Linked DNA regions of Mus musculus: all the other regions are linked to region 3. Evidence: chromatin contacts called from public ChIA-PET, Hi-C, HiChIP or PLAC-seq and promoter capture Hi-C data. All regions are on one chromosome and are shown on one strand. Each heading gives the region's core, a stretch centred on a gene start, on an enhancer-like site or on the middle of the called end of the contact. The rest is flanking DNA. Distances are from core to core; before and after follow the strand shown. Region 1 has its middle 3.9 kb from the start of Gm23502. Region 2 overlaps Adk (adenosine kinase). Region 3 holds the start of Kat6b (K(lysine) acetyltransferase 6B). Region 4 overlaps Adk (adenosine kinase). Region 5 overlaps Adk (adenosine kinase).

What was found. Promoter capture Hi-C pulls out the DNA fragments that hold promoters and counts their contacts. Hi-C and Micro-C count contacts between places; a contact is called where the count stands out from the background. ChIA-PET counts read pairs in DNA pulled down with a chosen protein or histone mark. HiChIP or PLAC-seq counts read pairs in DNA pulled down with a chosen protein or histone mark.
Region 1: a promoter capture Hi-C map of neutrophils shows a contact between it and region 3, with 2.4 times the contacts expected there. The contact joins the enhancer-like site here to the promoter of Kat6b in region 3. A contact is called at or near these places in 4 of 39 promoter capture datasets (cranial neural crest, neutrophils, pre-B cells and 1 more), 1 of 115 datasets of contacts at active chromatin or transcription factors (bone marrow-derived macrophages) and 1 of 9 other capture datasets (liver).
Region 2: a Hi-C map of natural killer cells shows a contact between it and region 3, with 5 times the contacts expected there. The contact joins the enhancer-like site here to the promoter of Kat6b in region 3. A contact is called at or near these places in 5 of 39 promoter capture datasets (the HPC-7 cell line, cranial neural crest, maxillary cranial neural crest and 2 more), 7 of 484 Hi-C or Micro-C datasets (embryonic stem cells, muscle stem cells, natural killer cells and 3 more), 12 of 115 datasets of contacts at active chromatin or transcription factors (astrocytes, bone marrow-derived macrophages, cardiomyocytes and 8 more) and 3 of 9 other capture datasets (adipose tissue, liver and macrophages).
Region 4: an RNA polymerase II ChIA-PET map of memory CD8 T cells shows a contact between it and region 3, with 11 read pairs. The contact joins the enhancer-like site here to the promoter of Kat6b in region 3. A contact is called at or near these places in 12 of 39 promoter capture datasets (the 3T3-L1 cell line, the C10 cell line, the HPC-7 cell line and 10 more), 1 of 15 datasets of contacts at CTCF or cohesin (the NIH/3T3 cell line), 1 of 484 Hi-C or Micro-C datasets (bone marrow-derived macrophages), 19 of 115 datasets of contacts at active chromatin or transcription factors (the 230-238 cell line, CD8 T cells, T-cell acute lymphoblastic leukemia and 13 more) and 2 of 9 other capture datasets (adipose tissue and pancreatic islet).
Region 5: an H3K27ac HiChIP or PLAC-seq map of T-cell acute lymphoblastic leukemia shows a contact between it and region 3, with 3 times the contacts expected there. The contact joins the enhancer-like site here to the promoter of Kat6b in region 3. A contact is called at or near these places in 9 of 39 promoter capture datasets (the 3T3-L1 cell line, the C10 cell line, cranial neural crest and 4 more), 1 of 484 Hi-C or Micro-C datasets (nephron progenitors), 11 of 115 datasets of contacts at active chromatin or transcription factors (the 230-238 cell line, T-cell acute lymphoblastic leukemia, bone marrow-derived macrophages and 8 more) and 1 of 9 other capture datasets (adipose tissue).

What each region holds. Positions count from the first base shown.
Region 1 is chr14:21,807,446-21,810,145 of GRCm38.p6, reverse strand. No RefSeq gene overlaps it. Among named protein-coding and RNA genes, the nearest start is that of Gm23502, 3.9 kb to the left of the region's middle. Within about 2 kb of position 1,440, at least 83 of the 459 cell types and tissues checked have an H3K27ac peak or open chromatin away from gene starts, as enhancers often do. A contact at or near this core is called in bone marrow-derived macrophages and neutrophils, where this site is marked.
Region 2 is chr14:21,078,332-21,081,031 of GRCm38.p6, reverse strand. The region is part of intron 1 of Adk (adenosine kinase); the gene reads right to left. Among named protein-coding and RNA genes, the nearest start is that of Adk, 27 kb to the right of the region's middle. Within about 2 kb of position 1,376, at least 4 of the 459 cell types and tissues checked have an H3K27ac peak or open chromatin away from gene starts, as enhancers often do.
Region 3 is chr14:21,498,397-21,501,096 of GRCm38.p6, reverse strand. Kat6b (K(lysine) acetyltransferase 6B) reads right to left here and starts at 1,312. Exons shown (of 17, transcript NM_017479.3): 1 at 1,137-1,312.
Region 4 is chr14:21,111,689-21,114,388 of GRCm38.p6, reverse strand. All of the region lies in intron 3 of Adk (adenosine kinase), which reads right to left. Among named protein-coding and RNA genes, the nearest start is that of Adk, 60 kb to the right of the region's middle. Within about 2 kb of position 1,373, at least 51 of the 459 cell types and tissues checked have an H3K27ac peak or open chromatin away from gene starts, as enhancers often do. A contact at or near this core is called in CD8 T cells, T-cell acute lymphoblastic leukemia, liver and 2 more, where this site is marked.
Region 5 is chr14:21,193,149-21,195,848 of GRCm38.p6, reverse strand. All of the region lies in intron 4 of Adk (adenosine kinase), which reads right to left. Among named protein-coding and RNA genes, the nearest start is that of Adk, 140 kb to the right of the region's middle. Within about 2 kb of position 1,303, at least 56 of the 459 cell types and tissues checked have an H3K27ac peak or open chromatin away from gene starts, as enhancers often do. A contact at or near this core is called in the 230-238 cell line, T-cell acute lymphoblastic leukemia and bone marrow-derived macrophages, where this site is marked.

The DNA of each region.
Region 1 (2,700 bases), core at 191-2,690, 310 kb before region 3:
GAGCTGATGATGCAGAGGCCATGGAGGGGTGCACCTTACTGCTCATGGCTTGCTCAGCCTGCTTGCTTGCTTGCTTTCTTTCTTTCTTTCTTTCTTTTTCTTTTTTTTTTCTTTTTTTCTTTTTTTTTTTTTGGTTTTTCAAGACAGGGTTTCTCTGTGTAGCCCTGGCTGTCCTGGAACTCACTTTTGTAGACCAGGCTGGCCTCGAACTCAGCAATCCACCTGCCTCTGCCTCCTAAATGCTGGGATTAAAGGCGTGCACCACCATGCCTGGCTTCAGCCTGCTTTCTTATAGAACACAGGACCACCAGCCCAGGGATGGCCACTTCTATAATGGGCTGAGACCTTCTCTATCAATCACAAATTAAGAAAATGTCCTATAGGCTTGCTCACAGCCTGATCTTATAGAGTTATCTTCTCAAGTGAGGTTCCCTTCTCTCAAATGACTTTAGTGTCAAGTAGACATAAAACTACCCAGCAAAGCTGGTTCTGGTTACAACAGAGGCCAGTGCACCTGTTGCCATTTCAAGCCTCTCTAAATGTCACTTTCCTTGCTGCCACTTCAAGTAACAGGTGCCTTTTCCAGCCCTCTACCCTTTTGCCAGTTTTCTGTTTACAATGATGTGTGGTTCATGATGTGTTCATGTGGGGTGTGCTTGTGTCTGTGCTGATACAAGTGTGTGTTCACGTGCGTGTGTGTGTGTGTGTGTGTGTGTGTGTGTGTGTAAGACAAAGGCTACTGGCTATCTTCTTCAACCGTTCTTTGCTCCCCCCCTTTTAAATTTATTTATTTTATGTATATGAGCACACTATCTTCAGACACACCAGAAGAGGGCATCGAATCCCATTTCAGGTGGTGTGAGCCACCATGTGGTTGCTGGGAATTGAATTCAGGACCTCTGGAAGAGCAGTCAGTGCCTCTGAGCCATCTCTCCAGCCCCGCTTGCTTGCTTGCTTGCTTGCTTGCTTTTCTTTCTTTCTTTCTTTCTTTCTTTCTTTCTTTCTTTCTTTCTTTCTTTCTTTCTTTCTTTCTTTCTTTTTTTAGGTCTCTCACTGAATCAGATAGGCAGGTTGGCCAGTAAGCTGCATGAATCCTCATGTCCCTATCTCCCCAGTGTGGGGGCTACAGAAGTACTGCTGAGCCAACTCCCCCATCTCTGTAGGTTTGGGTTTGTTTAGTCTTGTCTTGTTTTTGACTCTTTCTGGAATTTTTGAAACAGTTTATTATGTAGCTAAGGATGATCTCAAACTTGTGACCTGTCTGCCCGTGAGATGTCAGCTGTGTGCCATGACACACCTGGGATGTCAGGTGAGGGATATCAGCTGTGTGCCATGACACACCTGGCTCCTGCTTACTATTTGTTTTTTGGTTCTAGCACTCTGGCTATCTGAAATGTCAATACTTGCCAAACAAAGATTACAGAGAACACCTTAGCTAAACAGGGGAGGTTTCAATAAGCTTCCTGAAGTGAGAGACTACATACTGGTGAATAGGGGAGCAGAAATAAAGAGAGCTCACTGTACAGGATTTAGGCATGTTTGATGCAATCTTAAAGAGAGTTCTGGAAAGCAAGGAAGCACGGTATACTATTCTAGATTGGGCGCTTCTGGAAAGAAGAGGCAACTACTTGATTTTTATGAAGCAGCAGGGTGAGGAGCGTATGGCCACAGTGGCCATTACTTAATGCCTTTCCTGGCTCTGAGGCATGGTGACAGGCAAGGTTGAGTAAGCAGTCACACCCAGGCCTTGGCTGATGACTCACGAGTGTCCAGGACAGCCCGGCTGGACCGAGGGCAGTGACTAGTTGGCAGTACCAACGAAGCTTTTGTCTTTCACACACAGCAACTGGAAGATTGTTGAGGGCAAGCATGTCATGTTTTAATCCCCAAAGCACCAGTTATCACACTGACATTCAAACATCTTCCATCTTTGATCTTACACAGCTACAGTGGTGTCAGTCCTCCATCCAGGACAGATATTCTTGGAATCTTACAGAAGATGGTAGGGCCAGTAAACGATGCTGGCAGGTAGATGGGTGTCAACACTATTCTCATAAAACTTTTAAAATGGATCGAGCAATTGTATCTTTTCAACTCTCCCAAGGACTAGACAGGGCTTGGCCTTTTCCAGGTGGTCAGGGAAAACAATTGGAGAAGATATTTTCAATGACGGTGGATGACTAAGTTAAATATTGTGCTGTAAGTAAAGTTGGGGAAGCAGTCTCTATTCACTTTAAATGGCCTTTCTTTCCCCCATTTACAATAGCATTATCTTAATGCTATTCTACCCAGGATGAAATCCGAGTTGGTTCTCCCAAGAGACCATAGGCCTTTCCAGAAAGAATAATACTCTGGGATGTTAAGAAGTGAAGAGAGCACCTTTAATCCCAGCACTTGGGAGGCAGAGGCAGGCGGATTTCTGAGTTCGAGGCCAGCCTGGTGAGTTCCAGGACAGCCAGGGCTACACAGAGAAACCCTGTCTCAGAAAAACAAAAACAAAAAAACAAGGCCACACCTCTTAAGCCTCCCCCCAAATCACCACCAACTGGGGACCAAGTGCTCAGACCCCTGAGTCTGGGGTGGGGGTGGGGCAGCGTTTCTCTCTCAGAGTGTCACACTCCAGTCTCCACTGCTCTCTCTCAGAGTGTCACACTCCAGTCTCCACTGCTCTCTCTCAGAGTGTCACACTCCAGTCTCCAC
Region 2 (2,700 bases), core at 127-2,626, 420 kb after region 3:
GTGTGTGTGTGCGCGCACGTGCGTGCACACATGTGCTACTTGGTGGGTGTCAGAGGACAATGTGCAGGAATAGGCTCTCTCCTTTTTAAATTTTCACAAAGTACCAATAATAGGGGAGGCATTATTATTTATTATTATCTTTGTTGAGCAAACTAGTAAAGAATTCCTAGGGGGAAAAAAAATCAGCAAGATTACATAACCTCCCAAAAATCAGACAGCAAATAAATGATTCTAAACTTCATATAATGTGCTTTTTTGTTCAATATAACACACTGAGACACTCAGGACTCTTTTAATATAAAAATGTTTGGTCAAAGAGAAGCATCCAGATATAGACAAAATAGGGGTACAGTCATTATCTATGGCTTTATTTCAAATAACATTTCAACAACTAAAACTCCTATGACAATATGATTACATGAGGTGACCAGATAATTCACGATCCAAATGGATAAATAAAAAACCTAACAGTAATCATGTCAAGCTAACAGGCACCATTCAGCACCTGCTCTGGGCAAACTGGGGTACGTGGTCGCCTGGTTTATAAGACAGCTTTATTTATGTTTTATTGCAGCAATTTTTAAAAGCAACAACCAGAAGTAAAGAAAGCCATGGATGCTAGACAAATGAGCAGGAAAGAGTTAACCTCTGGCCAGTCACCATCATTTGGTTCCAGTTTTATCTTTGACAGTTCTGCTTAATGTAGCAATTCACTGACTGAAATGATTTGGAGTTAGAAAACCTTGTGTGTTTTCTCAAACAAAGATGACCTATTTATAAATACGAGCATTAACAGCTGAAACACTGCACATAGGAAAAAGGTCCTATTTCAGTTTTCTAAGACAGTTCATAGATCAAATAGTTTCAGTGTATCTTCAAATCTTATTTAGCTCACCAAGAAATCTCACAACATAAAAATTTATATAGCAATCTGAATTTTTAAATTCTTAAAAAGAAAGAAAGAGGAAGAGAAGAGAAGAGAAGAGAAGAGAAGAGAAGAGAAGAGAAGAGAAGAGCAGAGCAGAGCTCAGCTCCCAGGTCCTAAAATGAGTTTGAAAATTCTGCTTAAATGCTGCAAAGAACCCAGCTCAACAAAATTCCATCTTAGCCCTACTTTTGTCTCCATATAATGTTTTCCATCTGAGTAGTTTGGAGGATTCTATTGGATGTACCTCAAAAGTCCTGAGCCTTAAAAAGAAAAATACCCCAGGACCTCACCCACAGCCCACATAAACTTTCCAGTGTGGGCTTAACCCACACTAGCAGTTCCAGCATGATGATGATGGAGGACACAGACAGACTCAAGAGTCCCAAAATAGTCTCAGCCAAACCTGGCCATACAGACTGCACAGCAAATACCCTCACTACTCCCAACGGGGTTCCCAGTGGTCCCTGGCACAACTTGGGAGTTGTAAACAACCCCAAAGCAGACTGCACACAGGGTTATGAAGACAAGGCAATGTTTAACAGAGAAACTTTTAAAGTGTTACTCAGTAAAAAAGTACACAAAGTAGTAGTGAATGACCTACATTGTCTCAGACTCTACTCCTGGCAAACTAGAATGTATCGCTTCCATTCCGGAAAACAATTTCCACACAGAGAAAGAAAAAAAATTCCAATATTTTCTAGATCTCCTACATTTAAGGCTTTACCTTTCCTATTGGAACAATTTAGACTGACAAAAGAATTAGTTTATCAACTATGTTCTAACATGGCCCAAATGAAGACCTGATATACATAACAAGGGATAAAAGTTCTCCAAGGATAACCAATTTTGTAAGCCAAAAATTTAGCTTCTTAATCACTAAAAATTAGTAGAATAAAATACAAATTATGATAGTCAGAATACCTCTAGCCAAATCATTCAAGACCTTAAGCTTAAAAGGATAGTCTAATTAAAATAATTAGAAATTAAGAGTTGACTGCTACCCTAAAAATGACATAACTAGGCTGTTTGTTTCGAGACAGGGTTTCTCTGTGTAGCCCTGGCTGTCCTGAAACTCACTTTGTAGACCAGGCTGGCCTCAAACTCAGAAATCCGCCTGCCTCTGCCTCCCAAGCACTGGGATTAAAGGCGTGGGTCTTACTTAGCTAGGCTTAAATAAGGTATCTCAAAATCTAGGATCTGGTTCAAGATTTGTAACAATTTAAGTGAACTTAAACAAATTATACTATTTCTGATTTTCAGTGTCTTCAACTGCAAAATGAGGCAATTACATAGGTAAGTGTGTTTCCTGTTTATAAAGTGAAGCTTTACACATATCTTTTCAATTGACATCATTTCCTAGGTGGGGAAAGGCTTTTAAGATTAAAAAAAAATATTCCACTCATAAACTGTCTTGAAAGTTAAAAGCATTGTACAGATAGTGGGACACACCTATCATCTCAGCACTCAAGAGATCAAAGCAAAAGGATACCAATTGAGGACAGCCAGAGAGGGCTACTGTAGCAAGTTCTAAGTTAGCCCAGGAAAACAGTGAGACCCTGTCTCAAAATGTCAAATTCAAAACAAAGTTTTAAAGTACAATTACCCTGTAGTACTGTAGGATGGAGGTTGGTATCACAGTAGTGAGAGATTTCATTAAACAATGCCCATGGTAAAAATAAAAAAAGAATTAGAAAAGAGCCTCAATTAGATTGTAGGTATGTCTGGTTTCTAATCCTATATTCTTTGATAGCCATTGCAAAGTCACACGCTGC
Region 3 (2,700 bases), core at 63-2,562:
GCGGGGTGGGTGACAGACCTGGCCGCGCGCCACCACCACCGCGCCTGCCGGGGGCGCTGAATCTGCCTGAGAAAGAAGCTACGGCTGCCGCCTGGAGGAGGTGCCGTAGCGCCCGCCACCGCTGCCGCCGCCGCCAGGGGTAGGAGCTAAGCCGCCGCCATTTTGTGTCCCCCTGTTGTTGTCGTTGACATGAATCCGACATGACACTGATTACAGCCCAATGGAGTCTCATTAAACCCAAGACGCGGCCCCGCCCCGGCGCCGTTCCATTGGACGAGAGCACGAACACTTAGGGCCAACCGTTGGCCTACGGGTCTGTCCGTCACCCGCTCGCTAAACACTCTGCCCCCCATTGGGGCAAGTTCCTGCCGGTCATCTCGCCTCCACATAGACACACCTCTCGACCCATCATTTCCCCCCCCCCACCTCCGGCACCACCCCGAGGGAGGGTCGACTGCCAGTACCAATCAACAGACCGCGGGGCCCGCCTTTTCCGGGCACCTATTGGTCCAGCCCTTTTTCTCTCTCACAGACACCGCGCCACCTCTACTTCCACCTACCCGCCCCCTCTACCTCTAGAAATGGATTGGATCTAGGCGCAGGAGAGGCGCTTGGCCTTATTGGCTGTACACGACGCCAATCAGAAGCCTTTTTTCCTCTCCCCTCCCCCACTCAACCCCAAAGCCCCTAGCCCGCAGCTAAAGTTTGTGTGAGAGCTGATCGCTGGCGGCGGCCGCAGGATTTAGGGGTGGGCGCAGGCGGGCGCGCGCGGGCGGGCACGCGAAGTTAAAATTCGAGGTTCTCAGTCGCCTGCTCCCGCCGAGGAGCGCGCGGACGGGCGCGCCGCCCGGAGCGTTCCATCCAGCCCCCTCCTCCACCCTCTCTCCTGTCCTGTCCCGGGCGACTACTCGCCCGCCCCCTGGCTTGCACCCTACCCCCTTCACATACCCCCTACCCTGCCAGCCTCAGGCCGGGTGCAGGCGGAACGATCTCACTGCAGCCTCTTCGCCATCCCATACGGAGGGGGAGCAAGCCCCCTACCCACCGGGTGTGCACCCCCGGCTCCGCACTCGCCCGTGTCTGCAAGCACGTGCACTATTCGCCGCTGCCTCCGGCCACCCCGGTCCCCGGCTAACCTCGCCTCCAGCCCGGCCAATCGCTTGCTGCCCTTTGTTGCTGCAGACCGGGTCTCCCCGCTGCCTTCCTCAGCCTCCGCCTCGTCCTTTGCCAGCCGCCCGGGTCCGCAGCGCCGCGCTCCCCCCGCCCGGGACCCACCGCCGCCGCCTCCTTCTCCTCCTCCGCCTCCTCCTCCTCGGCTCCGGGCTGCAGCGCACAGAGCCCGAGGCAGCGCCGCCCAGCCCCGCTCCCCCCGCGCCGCCCGCTAGCCCGCCTGGCCCGGCCGGGGGCGCAGCCCGGACCCCGCCCGCCCCAGTCTCCGCCCCGGGGGTACCTGCCTCCGCCCCGGGGGGCTCCGCTCACCGCCCTCAGGGGAGGGCGGGGATGCCGGTGTCCGAAAGGATGGGGACGCCTGGGCTGTTTTGGGGTGGGGAGTGTGTCCGCCAGGTCTGGGACTGAGGTGCGGTCTTCTTAAACGCGCCCCCCCTCCCGCCGCCGTGGGCCCCAAACTTCGTCCTTCTCCCGGGTCTTGTACCCTCGGGCGACCGCGGCAGTTTTGGGGTGGGGGATGCCTCAGGAGCTGTCTCTACCCTGATCAGGAGGAAGAGGGAGCAGTGACATTCAGCGACTGCGGACAGGCATCCTCGGGTGGGAGTGGGGATGTCAGACGCAGGCTGGAGAGGGAAGCTGCCCCTCAGGATGCCCTCTCCCGGCCTGCGGGAGAGGCTGGCGAGCTCGGAGCTGCGTTCTGGGTGCTTCCTGGACTGTGCAGCTGGATAACATTGGGGTTGGGCGGGGGGCGACCGCTGGGGGGCCCTTCCCTCGTCTCCAACCAGCGCTGTAAGGAAAGCTGATGGCGAAGTTCGGTTTTCCAGGCTTCCCCTGGGCCCCCGGAGTTCCTGAGGCCCATACGAGGGAGGCTGGGGGATCCTCTGGCCGCCCAGGCAAGGCTACTCTAAAGGTGCCCACATGCCTTGCAGCGCCCTCCGGACTCTGGAGAAAACGTCCTGCTCTTCCCAGAGTTGGGTGGGATGCTGGTAAGAGATACTTGAGAGTATGAGAAAGGTAGACTTGAGAAAAGGCTCCTCCTAACAGAGTTTGAACAGTTTCTCTTCCCAGACCTTTGGGAAGAAGGGAAACAAACCTATGTCCCTGGGAAAGCCAAGTTTCCCCGTGTGGTGGCCGGGGTGAAAAACCACCTGTTGCCTGAAGTTCTGTCCTTGAATCAGGACGTTCTTGGGGCCCCTGATGAGGAGATGTAGGATGTCAAAGAGCAGGAATTTCAGTCTCCCTGCCCTGAATGACTCATTTTCATGCCACTGCCACTCCTGCAGCAGAGTTCAACTCCCCGTTAGAAACTACTGTTCAACTATGTAGGTACTTTGTTAGACCCAATAATCTCAGTTCTTATCTTAGCAGCAGCAGCAGCCCTGTCACATGCAGACAGAAATGCACAAAGGCTACTCTGGTGTGCGAGCTTCCTCTGCTTCTGAGCTTGGCAGCAAGGTGAGGAAGAAGCCAGGACAAAAGGCAGAGGTGAATGAAAGATTAAAAAAAAAAGAGGGGAGAGCAGATTAAAAAAAA
Region 4 (2,700 bases), core at 124-2,623, 390 kb after region 3:
GAAAGCCATACCCCATCTCTCTCTCTCTCTCTCTCTCTCTCTCTCTCTCTCTCTCTCTCTCTCTCTCTCTCTCTTCCCCCCTTCTCTTTTCTGCTGCCACCTTGCCCCTCTTACACGTGGAACTGTTTTGGCCTGGTGTGCTATGTTCCAACTCGAGCCACTATTCTAACATATCACCTCCTGCCTTGGTCTCACAAGTGAACTAGGCATGCTGAGCCACACCCATCTCTTCAAGTCTGTTAACATTATAGTCAACTGTGGGATGAATTCACCTTTCATAGAGGTGGACCATTAGGAGGGGACAGGACAAAGTGAACGGAAGGTTACTTAATAAGCAGAATGACAGAAGGGGCAGGACTGGAGGCAGGCAACCTTGGGTCCTACTGTTAACACCTCAGGAGGGAATCATCAAGGAATAAAGAACGAGTAGAGTCAGAGTTGGAGACATTCTGGATATTCAAGACATTTTATTCACTAAAAAGCATACTGAGTCAGGTATGCTAGTGAACACCTTTAACCTCAGCTCAGGGAGGGTGGTTGAGTTTAAGGAGAATCGGGCCTATTTACCAAGTTCCAGTCCTGCCAGGGACATACCCTGAGACCCAATCACCAAACATAAGTAAGAAAGCCTAAAAACAAAAGTATACTGAGCGCGTAAAGGTACAAAGACAGAGGGAACTTTACCTTTGGCTGGCTCCTGAGATGAGATGGAAGGAAACAAAATTACAGGACAACCTAGCTCTTCTAATGTAAAATCTGGCCAGAAACCAGATCAGGGAGGTCAAGAAACCTTCTGGGCTGGCTGTGGGGCAGCGTGCCTTTATCAGACTGTGGAGGCACACGTTTGTGGGTTCCAGGTCAGCCAGGGGCACACTGTGAGACCCTATCTCAAAACACAAAATTTTCAGGAACATCTCTGAATCTTTCTGTTTACTTTGTTTTGAAGACACAAGCTCCACTGTGTAGCTCTAGCCATCCTCGAATTCATTTGTAGATCAAGCTGGCCTTGAACTCACAGATCCACCTGCCTCTCTGCTTCCTGAGTGCAGGGATCAATGGGGTGTGCCACTATCACCAGCTTAAGAATCTTAAAACTAAAAAAAAAAAAAAAAAAAGGAAAGAAAGAAAGAAAGAAAAGAAAAAGAAGAAAAAAGAAATTACAAACCCTAAAGGAATTGGAATCACTAAGACACCCTAACAGGCCAAATATCAATAATGAAACTAGTTAGACAACTGACACATTTCCTTAGAGATGATGAGAGAGCAAAGCAGGAGAGGTTTACAATTGCTCTCAAGGCAGGAATGACTCACAGTGCCCTTGAGAAGCCATGCCTGGGAGGCTTCTATGGAAGGAGAAAACACCACTTCAAAGTGGTCGCCACAGACAGGAACATAAAGCTATATACCACTAGGTATTCTATTTCACAAGTGTTTTGCCAACCTGTATTCAAACTGAAAGCTCGTGATCAGAAAATAAAGATCAAAGTTCCTTCACCAAAAGAGCAACCCCCGGGTTCAGATGTTTTCACAGCACACATATTGAGCAATGACTAGCGTTAGGTAAAATGGCAAAGGCAGAGGGCACAGTGAGGTAGGTAGGGGTGGGGAGGTGCTTCCCTCGCATGTGGGAGGCACCGGATGGGATCCCTGGCACCAAGGCAGAAACGTTCTTGTTAATTATGATTGTCATACCTCAGGAGAGTCGTTAGTAAAATTAAAAGTATGGTACTTAACACTGTTTTTATCTGAAAATAGGCAGAAATGTGAGGAATATTTTCATTATAATAATGAAAATGGGAAGGTTTAAATTAGGCATTAAACAGTGCCTGATGCATAACTTAATTAATAGTTTTTACACCATTAAATATATGCAGGCCAGGGAGAAGGCTCGGGGGATAATGCACATGGTGCTGAAACTTGAGGACATGAGTAGATGTACACAACCCGCCCAAGGGTCAAGTGCATGCGGTGACCCATCTGCAACCCAACATGCACCACGCCCTGATTTATAAAGTTCTGAGAACCAGGCGTAGGGCCTCAAACACACTACACAAGTACTCTACCCACTGAGGCAAATCCCCAACCCATTTGTTTGCTCTGCAACTGACTCAGAAAGAACATGTGATACAGAGGACAATCACATTAGAAAGTTTGTCTGAGTAGTTTTTTAAAAGAAACACTCTCTTATTGTCACTAAATTCTCAACTATAATTACCTCTAGAGCTGCACTAGCCATTCGTCACCATGAAGGGTCCCAGCCTATAACAGAACACCAGGGATGAGAAACTCCAAACCATCCACACCGAAGACTGTGAGGCACTTGCAAGCAAAAGCTTCGTAAGAGTACTATATAACTCAAGACTTTTTAAACCTGAAAGATATGTTTTCACAGTATATTTTCATGATGGTTCCCCTCCCCCAATCTCTCCCAGATCCTCCTCCCCACCTCGACCTCCCAACACAAAAACAGAAAAATAAAAAGCAAAAGAATAATAGGACAAAAAAAAAAAAAGTACCAAAATAAAACAAAAGTCTACAAAAATACTACAGAGTTTATTTTGTGTTGGCTAAACACTCCTGGGCATAGGGCCTGCTGTGTAATGCAGTTGACACACCCAGTGACACTCCATAGGAGAGCTGCTTTCCCCTTTGTATCAAGTGTAAACAGCTTCTTGGTTATGGGTGAGAGCCTCTGTCCAC
Region 5 (2,700 bases), core at 54-2,553, 310 kb after region 3:
ACTTCAAGGTTCAGCAAAAGACTATCCAGATATAGAAACACTCCAACGTTGTCCTCTGACCTCCACATGAGTTCAATAACACACACGGTGTGTGTGTCTGTCTGTCTGTCTGTCTGTCTGTGTCTCTCTCACTCTCTCACACACACACATTCATGAGTGAGTGCACACACAGTCATACACATACACACAATCACATACGTAAACATACAGAGTCACAATACACACGTACACAGTCACACACATTAACACACATGCACAAACACAGAGTCACACAGAGACACATGCACACACACAATACAAACAACAAATTGGAGAAACATTTAACTGGGGACGTGATAGGCCCTAAGGGTAAATTACTATGACTGATTAGCTAAACTGACAGAGTGTCCAACCACCTTCTAAATGCCTGTTTACAGCCAGAGAACTAATGAGAGAAGCATTTCTTTCTTGAAAATAGCCGAGAAGGCAGAAGCTTAATATTTCCAAAGTGAGTGTTGATAATAAAGGACGGGTGAGAGCAAAGCTATAAATAAGAAATGTAGCCGGGCAGTGGTGGTGCACGCCTTTAATCCCAGCACTTGGGAGGCAGAGGCAGGCGGATTTCTGAGTTCAAGGCCAGCCTGGTCTACAAAATGAGTTCCAGGACAGCCAGGGCTATACAGAGAAACCCTGTCTCAAAAAAACCAAAAGAAATGTATACCAGTCCCAATAAGGCTCAGGGAACATGACATACAGCTTCACTGAAAGAACAAAACTATGAGAGCAATGACCATGCTCTGAAATGATGAACTGAAATAAATCTTCCTCCTTTCAAGGTGTTTATCTCAGATATATAAACATGGCAACCAAAATCTGACTGAAACAAACCCTTATACCACTTTTGAAAAAAATAAGGTGGTTTGATTTTAATGAAATCAACCATACATTCCGAGGTTGATTCAGAAATCACACTCCCAGTGAAATGGAACTTTATGTTAACACAAAGATGCATAAACAAATGTTTATAGCAGTTTTTTCCATAATTGCTCCAAATTGGAAACAATCCAAATACTACTCTAGAGTGAATGGAGACACAGTATACTATACATCACGATAATGGAAAACCACTCAGCTGTAAAACCAAACAAAGCAAAGCTCTGTCTACTTACATACGACAAAAATGCATGACTGTAAGGTACCTTTCTGTCACAGGCAGGAAGCCATATTCAAAGACCATGCACGCACGATCCCGAGTTAGTGAGGGCTGGGAACTCAGGCTGGAGAGAACTGAGCCGGGTTGCTTTGGAGGAGGAAGTAATATCAGAAAGCCAAAATGAAAGGAAGAGCTTGCTTTCTGTTCCTCTCGTGCCAACCCTTCATGGAGTGACATCCTGCTCAAGGGTCAGGTGCACATATAAAGGGGTAGGGAGGGGTTGTGGTCTACCAAGAGGCTGGGCAACAAAACCCTCCTGTTATTTTTGGGACCTGGGAGTCTGGTAAAGACTGGAAAGGTTAGAATTTTGAGAAGAATAAAACGAAGCCAGAAATGAAGCAAAGTGTCTTCCAGCTTCCTTTCCCTCTGCCCATGGGTAAAGCCTTGAGGGAGGTGTGTGAGGAATGTACTGACAAAACCTGCCAGTGCCTGGAACTGAGCTATGTGTAAAGAGCATGTGTGAGGCCTTGACTGTCACTCACTTCTTTAGCAACTGCTAGGGAACATACATGCACCAAATGTGACACACATAGGGTGATTTGTCCCTGAATCCTCTCTGGTGAAACTTTGGTTCAGTGTATGATGGGGTTTGAAGAAAAAAGAAAATCACACACAGGGGTTTGGTGATGTCTCGGTTGGCAAAGTGTTTGCTGTGTGTCTTGGTTAGGGTTTCTATTGTGGTAATAACACACCATGACCAAAAAAACAAAAAACAAGTCTAAACTCTAAACAAAAGGGTTTATTACAGCTTACAACTCTAGTATAACAAAAGATCAGGGCAGAAACCTGGGGGCAGGAATGAAACAAAGGTTAGGTAGGACAGTGCCTATTCCCTTCTTGACCATGGGCTTGCTCAGGTGGCTTTCTTGTATATCCCATGACCCCAGGGTGGCACCACCCACAATGGGCTGGTTCCTCTCATGTCAATCACTAATTAAGAAAATGTCCACAGGCAAATCTTACTGAGGCTTTTCTTTTTAAATTGGTTCCCTCTTCTCAGATAACTCCAGCTTTTGTCATGTTGACATACAAACAAACAAACAAACAAACAAACAAAAACAAACCATCAACTGGAGACTGTGTAAGTGCCAGGTCCTGCACTTTCCTAAAAGCATTGAACATCATGGTGTGGGAAGGCAGAAATGAGCAGATGCCTGGAGCCTTCCATCCAGCTAACCATCCTAGCTGAGTTAAGGAGCCCAAATCAATGAGAAATCCAGTTTGGAAAAACAAGGGCCAGCTCTTGATGAATGATACACAAGGTTGTCCTCAGATCTCCATACACACTTGCACACATGATCACGTAGACAAACACAGAAACACACATTCTACGAAACGCTAGAAATGGCAAAATCATATGAATAAAAAATTAGGAAGGAACAGACTGCATTTCACCCAGAAGGTAACTTAAAAAAAAGGCCTACTACTAATTCTAGAAAGTCTGTGTCAAAGAAAAAAATAATGAATTAGGGAAAAGTATAAAAACATATTTGCACCAGTTCACAACC